Linked DNA regions of Danio rerio: regions 2 and 3 are each linked to region 1. The links are chromatin contacts, called in public Hi-C and HiCAR-type maps. All regions are on one chromosome and are shown on one strand. The core of a region is the stretch at or near the end of the contact, and the rest is flanking DNA. Distances in the headings are between cores, read along the strand shown. Region 1 holds the start of si:ch211-284k5.2. Region 2 holds the start of gramd2ab (GRAM domain containing 2Ab). Region 3 overlaps znf609a (zinc finger protein 609a).

The links. A called contact is a pair of places that touch in the nucleus more often than the background predicts. HiCAR-type assays count read pairs that join an accessible place to other places.
Region 2: a HiCAR-type map of caudal fin shows a contact between it and region 1, with 6 times the contacts expected there. The contact joins the promoter of gramd2ab here to the promoter of si:ch211-284k5.2 in region 1. A contact is called at or near these places in 5 of 18 Hi-C or Micro-C datasets (caudal fin and embryo) and 1 of 4 datasets of contacts at active chromatin or transcription factors (caudal fin).
Region 3: a Hi-C map of hematopoietic stem cells shows a contact between it and region 1, with 5 times the contacts expected there. The contact joins the enhancer-like site here to the promoter of si:ch211-284k5.2 in region 1. A contact is called at or near these places in 7 of 18 Hi-C or Micro-C datasets (caudal fin, embryo, hematopoietic stem cells and 1 more) and 1 of 4 datasets of contacts at active chromatin or transcription factors (caudal fin).

The regions. Positions count from the first base shown.
Region 1 is chr25:1,459,997-1,463,781 of GRCz12tu, forward strand. si:ch211-284k5.2 reads left to right here and starts at 2,063. Exons shown (of 5, transcript XM_005174216.4): 1 at 2,063-2,688; 2 at 3,290-3,370. The coding sequence starts at 2,596.
Region 2 is chr25:1,233,503-1,237,287 of GRCz12tu, forward strand. It overlaps gramd2ab (GRAM domain containing 2Ab), which reads right to left and starts at 2,036. Exons shown (of 12, transcript XM_073942620.1): 1 at 1,856-2,036. It also overlaps a transcript of twf1a not described here.
Region 3 is chr25:1,266,678-1,270,462 of GRCz12tu, forward strand. The region is part of intron 3 of znf609a (zinc finger protein 609a); the gene reads right to left. It also overlaps a transcript of twf1a not described here. Among named protein-coding and RNA genes, the nearest start is that of gramd2ab, 33 kb to the left of the region's middle. Within about 2 kb of position 2,079, at least 20 of the 62 cell types and tissues checked have an H3K27ac peak or open chromatin away from gene starts, as enhancers often do.

The sequences.
Region 1 (3,785 bases), core at 813-3,312:
GGTTGCTAGGCTGTTTCTGTGGGTTTACTGTGGTTATGGTGTTGTAGGTGGTCGCTAGGGTGTTCTTGTGGGTTCATTGTGGTTGTTATGGTGCTGTGGTTGGTTGCTAGGGTGTTCCAGTTGGTTCACTGTGCTTGTTATGGTGCTGTGGTTGGTTGCTAGGCTGTTCCTGTGGGTTCACTGTGGTTATGGTGTTGTAGGTGGTCGCTAGGGTGTTCTTGTGGGTTCACTGTGGTTGTTATGGTGCTGTGGTTGGTTGCTAGGGTGTTACAGTTGGTTCACTGTGCTAGTTTTGGTGCAGTGGTTGGTTGCTAGGGTGTTCCTGTGGGTTCACTGTGGTTGTTATGGTGTTGTTGGTTGCTAGGGTGTTCCAGTGGGTTCACTGTGCTTGTTATGGTGCTGTGGTTGGTTGCTAGGCTGTTCCTGTGGGTTTACTGTGGTTATGGTGTTGTAGGTGGTCGCTAGGGTGTTCTTGTGGGGTCATTGTGGCTGTTATGGTGTTGTTGGTTGCTAGGGTGTTCCAGTGGGTTCACCATGCTTGTTATGGTGCTGTGGTTGGTTGTTAGGCTGTTCCTGTGGGTTCACTGTGGTTATGGTGTTGTAGGTGGTCGCTAGGGTGTTCCTGTGGGTTCCCTGTGCTTGTTATAGTGTTGTTGGTTGCTAGGGTGTTCCAGTGGGTTCACTGTGGTTATGGTGTTGCAGGAGGTTGCTAGGGTGTTCCTATGGGTTCACTGTGGATCTTATGGTGTTTTGCGTGGTTACTAGGGTGTCCATGTAGGTTTACTGTGGTCTTCATGGGGTTGTGGGTGATTGCTCCTACGGATTCACTGTGGTTGTTATGGTGTTGTGGGTGACCAATTCTCTGTTCTCAGGAGAAAGCTCATTCACAAGCACACACACAAACACACACACACAAACACACACAGACACACACACAGACACACACACACACACACACACACACACACACGCACACACACACACACACACACACACACATCAGTCAGAGGGACCTAACAATTGATTTTATGGCAAGAAAAAAACAAAGAGCCTGGAAAAAAAAGGTCCTGTTCCAAAATCCATAAGCAAAGTTTTTAAGTCAGTGATCTAAAAACACCCGAGACACTCAACAGAAACTCAACACAGAACACAGTCAGGGATTTGTGATGATAATATTGCTAAAATTAATATTATAATGCTCAAATTTGCATACACACAGACACACTGCAATGAAAACATTCGATTTCATGTCAAAACTACAATATTTTTTAGATTTAATAAGTGTACTGTTGCCTTCCTTAGCCATAATCTTATAAGAGGGCAAAAATATACCTTTGCATACATACTTTTTAGATAATGCTAATCTAAATAAGGAAGACAAATACAAAATACTTTGCAACGTGCTTCAAAACAATTAATAAAAAGCCCGTTTAAACACTTGAACACTACTATATTGTACTGAATGAAGCTGAATAATGAAAAACACGTGACATTATTTGACTGTTCAGCATCAACAGGTTACACACTTAACGTGATTGCTCTCAAACAGTCCGCACTGCCTAATACTTCATGAAACTGTATGAACAAATAAATAAACCAGAACATAATGTAGCATAAATACCCCAGATTCTCCTCTTTTTGGGTCTGTTTTCACGCTTTGTGTCGATTTATGTGTTTATTTTGATGGCGAAGCGGTGCTGTAATGAGGAAAGGCTTGAATGAGGGAGTGTCGCCATCTTGCGGTGAGGACCGGAAACACGGTAAAGTCACATAGCATCATTTTTGTTACACAATAATTAATAAATTATTGTACAGCAATGATTAATATTTTTCATTTATCTGAGTTTTGGGGTAGAGGTTAATAAAACACAATTTAATGCATAATTGAATAGTTAATACGAGTAATGATATCATGTTTTTACATTCATTTTCACCACCAGTGCATCCAATATCAGTTACATATATCAATTTTTCACATTCAGTTAAATTCTCTGTTATTTAAAGGCAAGCCCTGCATTTCAAAACAGCGGAAACCCAAAATTCCCAAAAATCGGAAACCCAAAGTTTGTGAAGCTTTGACTGTACACGTTTATTAGTTCGAACATGTTAAATGAAGTTGTGAAGTGAATAAAGGGAATTTAAGATGCTTTTAAGATATTTTAAATTAGGTCGTCCACGTCTAAATTGTGCATCTTAATTAATGAAAAACATTTTCCGGTTTGCAGTAAAGCCCGCGAAAAGTGTCTCGCTTACCTCATTTACAAAAAATGTATATATATTACCCGAAATAATCACAAATACAACACTTACATATTTTAAAACTTTACAATAACATAATATTTTTATTAGCTATATTTATTCATAAAACGGCTGCAGTATACGTTTCAGAAATACTTTTATCATGCTGCTCTGTAAACAACATACGTGTGTAAATAATGCTGTTAATGTTGCCGAGCGTGGTTACTAAGGATGACCCACAACTCTTTTAATATTTAATATCGCCCAATCAGCGTCAGTGAGCGGAACTGGAGGCTGAATAAACAGAAAGCAGCAGCAGAAGGATCCGTTTATTTGATTATTATTGGTTTATTTGAGATGTACAAGTCTTACCAGCCGCTCAAACCCGCGACCAACAAATTCCTGCAGCAGAAATGGGACCAAACACAATACCAGGAGCACAGAAACAAGGTCTGGGCCAAACTATTATCCAAAATACTGTTTAAAACGAGCTTCATGAAGTATTTTTGTCTAGTTTTAAAACATTAAGTTCAATTGAAATGAGAAATGAGGTTACTAAATGTATTGTCAATAATGTTTACTTTTAAATATACAGTTGATACAAACGTATTAGCCCTCGTGAGAAATTAATGGTTTTGAAATATTTCGCAAAGTGCAATTTAAAGGCTTAACTAGGTAATTTAGGCAAGTTAACAAAATGTTCTTTTTCCAACAACAGAACAAAGCACTGTCATTCAATAAGGAGGCAAATAATTTTGACCACAGAGTTTTTACATTTTTAAAATATGTTTTCATATATATTGCAGCCAAACTGCAGAATTTCTCCAGAAACAAACATGTAATGCTGTGAGCAATATTAAACAGCCCTTGGGAAATACTTGAATTAAAATTAATATTTCACAGGAGGGCAATAACTTGGTCTTTAACCCTAATTTTTATGCTGTGTTATGGGGAATTTGAAGTGTCTGGATCAGTGAAGACTGCAAAAGTATTAGCGCAATTCTGTATTTAGAGTTGAAGTGATGAAGGTGTCTGTGTTTGTTTTTCTAAGGTGAAAGAAGCCTCACCTGTTGTGGACACTAAAGGCATCCAAACACCTGCTCATGTTCAGCACAAACTGAAGAAAGTGCAGGTGAACATTCATTCATTCATTCATTCATTCATTCATTCATTCATTCAGCTAGTCATTCCTTTAGTCAGCCATTCATTTATTCAGCTAGTCATTCATTCATTTATTCAGTTAAACATTCAGTCATTCATTCAGTCAGTAATTTCTTTTGTCATTCACACATTCAGTCGTTCATTCGGTTATTTATTCAGTCACTCACTCATTAATTCAGTCACTTATTCAGTCATTCATTTAGTCATTTATTAATTCATTCAGTCACTCATTCATTTAGTCATTTATTAATTCATTCAGTCATCCCTTTAGTCATTCAGTCAATACCTCATTCAAGACAGTCATTCATTCAGTCACTCACTCATTCAGTCAGTCACTCACCCATTCATTAATTCACTCATTCAGTTATACATGGTCATTCACTCAT
Region 2 (3,785 bases), core at 786-3,285, 230 kb before region 1:
AGGGCTGGGTGTATTTTAAAAGAACAGACAACACGAGAGTTTGTTTGATGTAGATATGAGCCCATATTCAGAGATGCAATAGGAGTGTGGGAAAATATCCAAAGGGATTTACCTTAAAATACATACGTTTGCAGACACAAAATACTGCTGAATGGCATTAGATTACAGATTAGGAATAATAAAACTAATAAAACCTTAGGAATATCTCATATATTATAAGAATTATACGTATATTATACGAATTCTGTTAAATAATGTTAGTTAAATGTCTAATAATAGCATCATATAAGCAGTTATCGTTTGTTTTAGCATTAAATAATGTCTGTATGTGGTTTAATAATGAATGTCAAGCTTCAGTATTGATGTAAACATCAGAATTGTGTTGCTTTTAGATGAAAACACTGCAAAAGTAGCTAAGAGTTTTGCTAATAAACGAACAACACGGACTCTAGTGCTCGTATATCCACTAAAACATCATACAGAACATCTATCCAGTCCTACATATGTCAGAATAAGGATATTTACTTGTTTTATTTATCTGTTATGCTTGATGACAATGAAGCAACATTTCACCCATTTTAGACCTTTTATGTTCACTGAAACATTACTATAGACACTTTATCTATGCACATATAATCACTTTTGTAGATGTGACTCGATGCAGACACTACATATTTGACCCAAATATGACTATATTGCAACAATGGTATCACAACAGCACTTTCCAAAGGGATATACCTTAAAATACACAATTTCATAAACACAAAACACTGCTGAATGACATTAGTGTACAGTTTAGAAGTAAAAAACTAATTAAATCTTAGGAATATCTCTTTTTTTTTTTACGAATTTTACGTATATCATACAAATTCTCCCAAATAAAGTTAGTTAAATGTGTAATAATTATAATAATAGCATCATATAGGCAATTATCGTGTGTTTTAGCATTAAATTATGTCTGCATGATGTTTAATAAAGAATGTCAAGCTTCAGTATTGATGTAAACATCAGAATTGTGTTGCTTTTAGATGAAAACACTGCAAACGTGGCAAAGAGTCTCAATACTAAACGAACAACACGGACTCTAGTGCTCGTATATCCACTAAAACATCATCCAGAACATCTGTCCACTTCTAAATATCTCAGAATATCTAATTGACTTGTTTTATTTATCTGTTATGCTTGATGACAATGAAGCAACATTTCACCCATTTTAGACCTTTTATGTTTACTGAAACATTACTATAGACACTTTATGGCATGCTGTATGCCATCTATGCACATATAATCACTTTTGTAGATGTAACTCGATGCAGACACTACATATTTGACACAAATACGACTATATTTACAACAATGGTATCACAACAGCACTTTCCTAATGGATTTACCTTAAAATGCATAATTTTACAGACATAAAATACTGCTAAATGGCATTAGATTACAGATTAGAAATAAAAAAACAAATAAAACCTTAAAATATCTCATATATTATAAGAATTATATGTATATTACACAAGTTCTGCCAAATAATGTTAGTTAAATATCTACTAATAGCATCATAAGCAGTTATCGTGTGTTTAGTATTAAATAATGTCTGTATGTGGTTTAATAAAGAATGTCAAGCTTCAGTATTGATGTAAACATCAGAATTGTGTTGCTTTTAGATGAAAACACTGCAAACGTGGCAAAGAGTTTCAATACTAAATGAACAACACGGACTCTAGTGCTCGTATATCCACTAAAACATCCTCTTTCTACTGCTAAATATGCAATAATATGAGTGTAAACAGCAGTGCGGTGTGCTGAAATACAGTATATGGACGCGGACATTACTGTACATCGCGTTTCTTACCTTCAAACTGATCTCCAGTCCGTCATTTCACAGCAAACACAGCTGATGCGGTTCTCCATCAGGTCCGCTAGTACATTCACATCGGATTATCGCAAATTAGCATCATAAATGATCATAAAACCCGAGAGTTGCTGCTCCTCAAGGGCACGAGAGCTGATCATCACCGTTCAACGGGAAATTCAGCGGACCGGTTGCGACTTGTTGCTCCGCCGTGGTGTAGCAGAGGGGCGTAACATGTGTTAGGCTCCGCCCCTTCACCGTTGCTGCTGCTGCTGCAGAGAAGGGATACAGCTGCGGCCGGAAGTTAACGAGAATTATTTATATTATTTATTAAATTATTCGTTAAATGTATTTTATTAACATCAATCCTTCTCTTATCCTACATCAAACCATCACAGTAATGTAAAAACATTAATTATACCGAGTACTATTTATATTAATAAATACATTAACGATTATATTGTATTTTATTAACGTCTACCCCTAGGGTTCCCTAATCCAACCCTCATAGTAATGTAAAAACAGTTTTCATGTCGAGAACTGTTTATATTATTTAATAAATAGCCCATTAAATTGTATTTTATTAACGTATACCTTAACCAATCTTCACAACAATGCAAAAAACAGTAATTATACCGATAATTGTTCACATTATTTATTAAATTAGCTATTTAATTGTATTTTATTAACGCCTTCCCCTACTCCAACTCTATCCTCGACCCTCACAGTAATATAAAAACAGTTATTATACATATTATTTATTAAATTACCCCTTAAATTGTATTTTATGAACGCATACCCAATTCTTACACTAAACCCAACCCTCACAGTAATGTAAAAATATTAATTATTGATGTATAGTGTCATACAAATTATATTGATGTGAGTGTCCGCAGCTGTATCCCTTCAGCACTTTACCGCTGCAGAGCTTTATAAAGCACGTGGACGGATGTACCTGCGAAGGCCTTGTGTAACTGTACTCCCCACTTCCGTTCTGCCCTTTCACATCAGCTGTAAATGAAGGTCAACAGAACTGCACAGAGATTGCTCTCATCCTTCTATTAGCTTCTCATATATGGGTGATGTTCCTCCATCACTGTGTAAAAATGAGTAAACCATTTGCATTAGCCAGTAAATGTAGGTAATACACGTACAGGCCATTTTATTAGGTACAACTGTCCAGCTGCTCGCCGACGCAAATGTCAATCAGATGGCAGCAGCTCACTGCATTTAGGCATGTAGACATGATCAAGAGGATCTGCTGCAGTTCAAAGCGAGCATCAGAATGGGGAAGAAAGGGGATTTAAGTGACTTTGAACGTGGCATGGTTGTTGCTACCGGACGGGCTTCTCTGAGTATTTCAGAAACTGCTGATCTACTGGGATTTTCACGCACAACCATCTCTACCCAGCAAACATGCCAGTGTGGGCCCACTGTGGGTAAGTGTGGGTTTACTGTGGGACAGTGTGGGCAAGACAATCCCACAGAAAAACACATGTGGGCCCCATGTGGGGTAGCCCATGCAGGCCCCTAAAATATTTTCCCCTTTGGGACCCACATGGGGTTTCTGTGGGCAAGCCCACAGTGGGCTTGCCCAAAGAAAAACCCATGTGGGCCCCAATGGGTCAGCCCATGTGGGGCCCAATGGATTTTGCCCTTTGGGGCCCCAACTTGTATTTCGTGGGTAAATAAGTTAAATTTTATTTAGCTTGCATATAAAAGGTACAATAAATCATTTTCATTTTTGTCAAAATAGTGTGAAGGACAAAAACTGCCTTGCTGCTGAGAGAAAATCATCCAGAAATTATAGTTTTATATATAATCTTGATCACATATGATCACAGTGTGGACCCTATGTGGGTAAGTGTGGGTTTACTGTGGGACAGTGTGGGCAGGACAATCCAACAGAAAAACACATGTGGCTCCCATG
Region 3 (3,785 bases), core at 829-3,328, 190 kb before region 1:
AGCTCAGTGTTATAAGCCATTATTAAAGCATCTCTGAGTGTTCGGTGTTAGTTTTGAACTGGAATCAGCTGAGGTGTATGAACAGATCCATTACATTAACAAGTTTTGTGGATCAGTTTAACATTTAAACTCACACATCCAGAGAGACGGAGAATAAAGAGCACGCTGTTACTGAAGCACACTTATGAACAGCAGGGGGCAGCAGACAGCAGGTTAACATCACCTGTTTGGCATATTCAATTATTGTATTTCTAAATTAAATATTTATTGAGTTCTTACTTGCAGAAAATGCAGAAAAACAACCCTTAATAATAAACAAACAGCGTGAGAGTGATTTATCTTCACCGTCAGACACTCATCTTCATATAGTGCTGTTTATTTAAGAGGAAATTATGAATCATGTTTGTTAGTGTCAATGACTTGTTGCAGATTTTCAATAAACAGGAGACTCACAATAAAGGACTAATAAAGATACTTCTATAGTGATTCCAGAAAAGTTACATTTGTTGAAAATTTCTAAGATTAAAGAGGGTCCTTCGACTAATTATGAAAGTTTTTAGTGTGATTACAGTGTCACAGCAGAGGACACGCTGCTCCACTGTTTAATATATGACTTGTGTAGATGGATAGATGGATGGATGGATGGACAGAGAGTGGGATGGACGGATGGATGGATGGACGAATGGACAGACAGATGGACAGTTGGGTAGACAGACAGACAGACAGACAGACAGACAGACAGACAGACAGACAGACAGACAGACAGACAGACAGACAGACAGACAGACAGACAGATAGATAGATAGATAGATAGATAGATAGATAGATAGATAGATAGATAGATAGATAGATAGATAGATAGATAGATAGATAGATAGATAGATAGATAAATGGATGGATGGATGGACGGAGAGACAGATGGACAGACAGATGGACAGTTGGATAGATGGAAGGATGGATGGATAGACAGATGTATGGATGGACGGAGAGACAGATGGATGGATGGATGGATAGATATATAGATAGATAGACAGGTGGATGGATGGACGAACGGATAGACAGACAGACAGACGGACAGACGGACAGACAGATGGACAGTTGGATAGATAGATAGATAGATAGATAGATAGATAGATAGATAGATAGATAGATAGATAGATAGATAGATAGATAGATAGATAGATAGATAGATAGATAGATAGATAGACAGATAGATAGATAGATAGATAGATGGATGGATGGATGTATGGATGGATGGAGAGACGGATGGATGGATGGATGGATGGATAGATAGATAGATAGATAGATAGATAGATAGATAGATAGATAGATAGATAGACAGATGGATGGATGGATGGATGGATGGATGAACGGATGGATGGATGGATGGATGGATGGATGGATGAACGGATGGATGGACGGACAGACAGATGGATGGATGGATGGTTGGATGGACAGACAGATAGATAGATAGACGGACAGACAGTTGGACAGATAGACAGATAAATAGACGGACGGACGGACGGACGGATGGATAGATAGATAGATAGATAGATGGATGGATAGTTCACCACATCACCACAATTAAGTTCCTGCCAAATATTCCATTCTAATATGAATTCTGTGTGATTAATAAGCGCTTGTAATCGGTGAGGACCGGTGTGACGTCCTCATTAGTGGCCGGTTTTCATATTTTACTATGTAAGCCAGGACAATTGAGCCCTCACAAGTATAGCTAAACCAGAACACACACACACACAAGCATCTGACCTTGTCATATTATACACTGATGTGTGGTGTGTTTGAGTGCGTCTCTCAGTGACACACACACACACACACACACACACACACACACACACACACACAGATCAGTTTGTTCTCGACGGGGCATCAATCGCCTGCCTCTAAAACAGCTTATCAAAAGCTGCCAGGCAATAAACATTTCACACGGCAGTCGACGCGACACAAACCCCTCCGAGTGTTTAGTTCTGCCCTTCACGCTGCGTTTCCTTGACAACTGGCAACCGCGCGCCGCCACGGCAACGGAACCCATTCCATCTCAATGACACAAGCGGGAGAATTCTCCATCCTCCAATCCGGTCTGTGAACGGGAAACTTGCAGGAGACTGAAGGAGAATAACAATATATAGAGGAGTTGTACATCTGCTAGCGATTAGCATGACATCAGCTGTTGTTGAAACGGGACCACCGGCGGGGGGAAAGGTGAACGGGGAAGTTAAAGACGCTGCCAGTCTCCGTGTGATTGTTCAAAGCGTGCGCCGTTATTAGTGATGGCTCAGAGTTCAGAGAGAAACACGGAGCTGGAGCTGCTTCACTCACACACACTCTCATTAAACACACTCTGACAGTCGGCCACACTACAGCTGTGTGTGTGTGTGTGTTTGGGTGTGCATATACATATATATATCTGTGTGTGTGTGTGACATTCCCTGTGAGTGACCTCTGTATGTCAGTGAGTCTCTTGTTGAAACTGGAGCTCCAGTCTTCAGCTTTGAACTGACATTTGCACTCTTGCACTGAGAGTTTCCTGCTTTAGAGAGAGAGAGAGAGAGAGAGAGAGAGAGAGAGAGAGAGAGAGAGAGAGAGAGAGAGAGAGAGAGAGAGGAAGAGAGAGAGAGAGAGAGAGAGAGAGAGAGAGAGAGAGAGAGAGAGAGAGAGAGAGAGAGAGAGAGAGAGAGAGAGAGAGAGAGAGAGAGAGAGAGAGAGTCTACTATCATCAACTGATCTCCTATGGATGGATGGACAGATAGAGGGATAGACAGACACTGGGGGGTGGGGGTGGGGTTAGATGTATGAGATCCAAATGTTTACATTCATATAATAATTAATCACCTGTTTCTTATTGTTCAGTCTCTAAAAGTGACGGGGACGTATCACCCCCATCCCCGATTACTATGCGGATCGATGGACAGATGTATAGTTAGATAGATAGATGGATGGATGGATAAGATAGATAGACAGAGAGACAGACAGACGGATGGATGGATGGATGAATGAATGGACGGACGGATGGATGGACAGATAGATAGATGGATGGACAGACGGATGGATGGACGAATGGACAGATAGATAGATAGATAGATAGATAGATAGATAGATAGATAGATAGATAGACAGATAGACAGACGGATAGATGGACAGATGGATGGATGGATGAATGGACAGATAGATAGATAGATAGATAGATAGATAGATAGATAGATAGATAGATAGATAGATAGATAGATAGATAGATAGATAGATAGATAGATGGATGGATGGACAGATGGATAGATGGACAGACGAATGGATGGATGGATGGATGGATGGTAAGATAGATAGACGGATGGATGGATAAGATAGATAGACAGAGAGACAGACAGACGGATGGATGGATGGATGAATGAATGGACGGACGGATGGATGGACAGATAGATAGACAGATGGATGGACAGACGGATGGATGGACAGATGGATGGATGGATGGATGAATGGACAGATAGATAGATAGATAGATAGACAGATGGATGGATGGACAGATGGATAGATGGACAGACGAATGGATGGATGGAGGGATGGATGGATAGATAGACAGATAGATAGATGGACAGATGGATAGATGGACAGACGAATGGACAGATGAATGGATGGATGGATGGATGGATGGACAGATAGATAGATGGACAGACGGATAGATGGACAGATGGATGGATGGATGAATGGACAGATAGATAGATAGATAGATAGATAGATAGATAGATAGATAGATAGATAGATAGATAGAT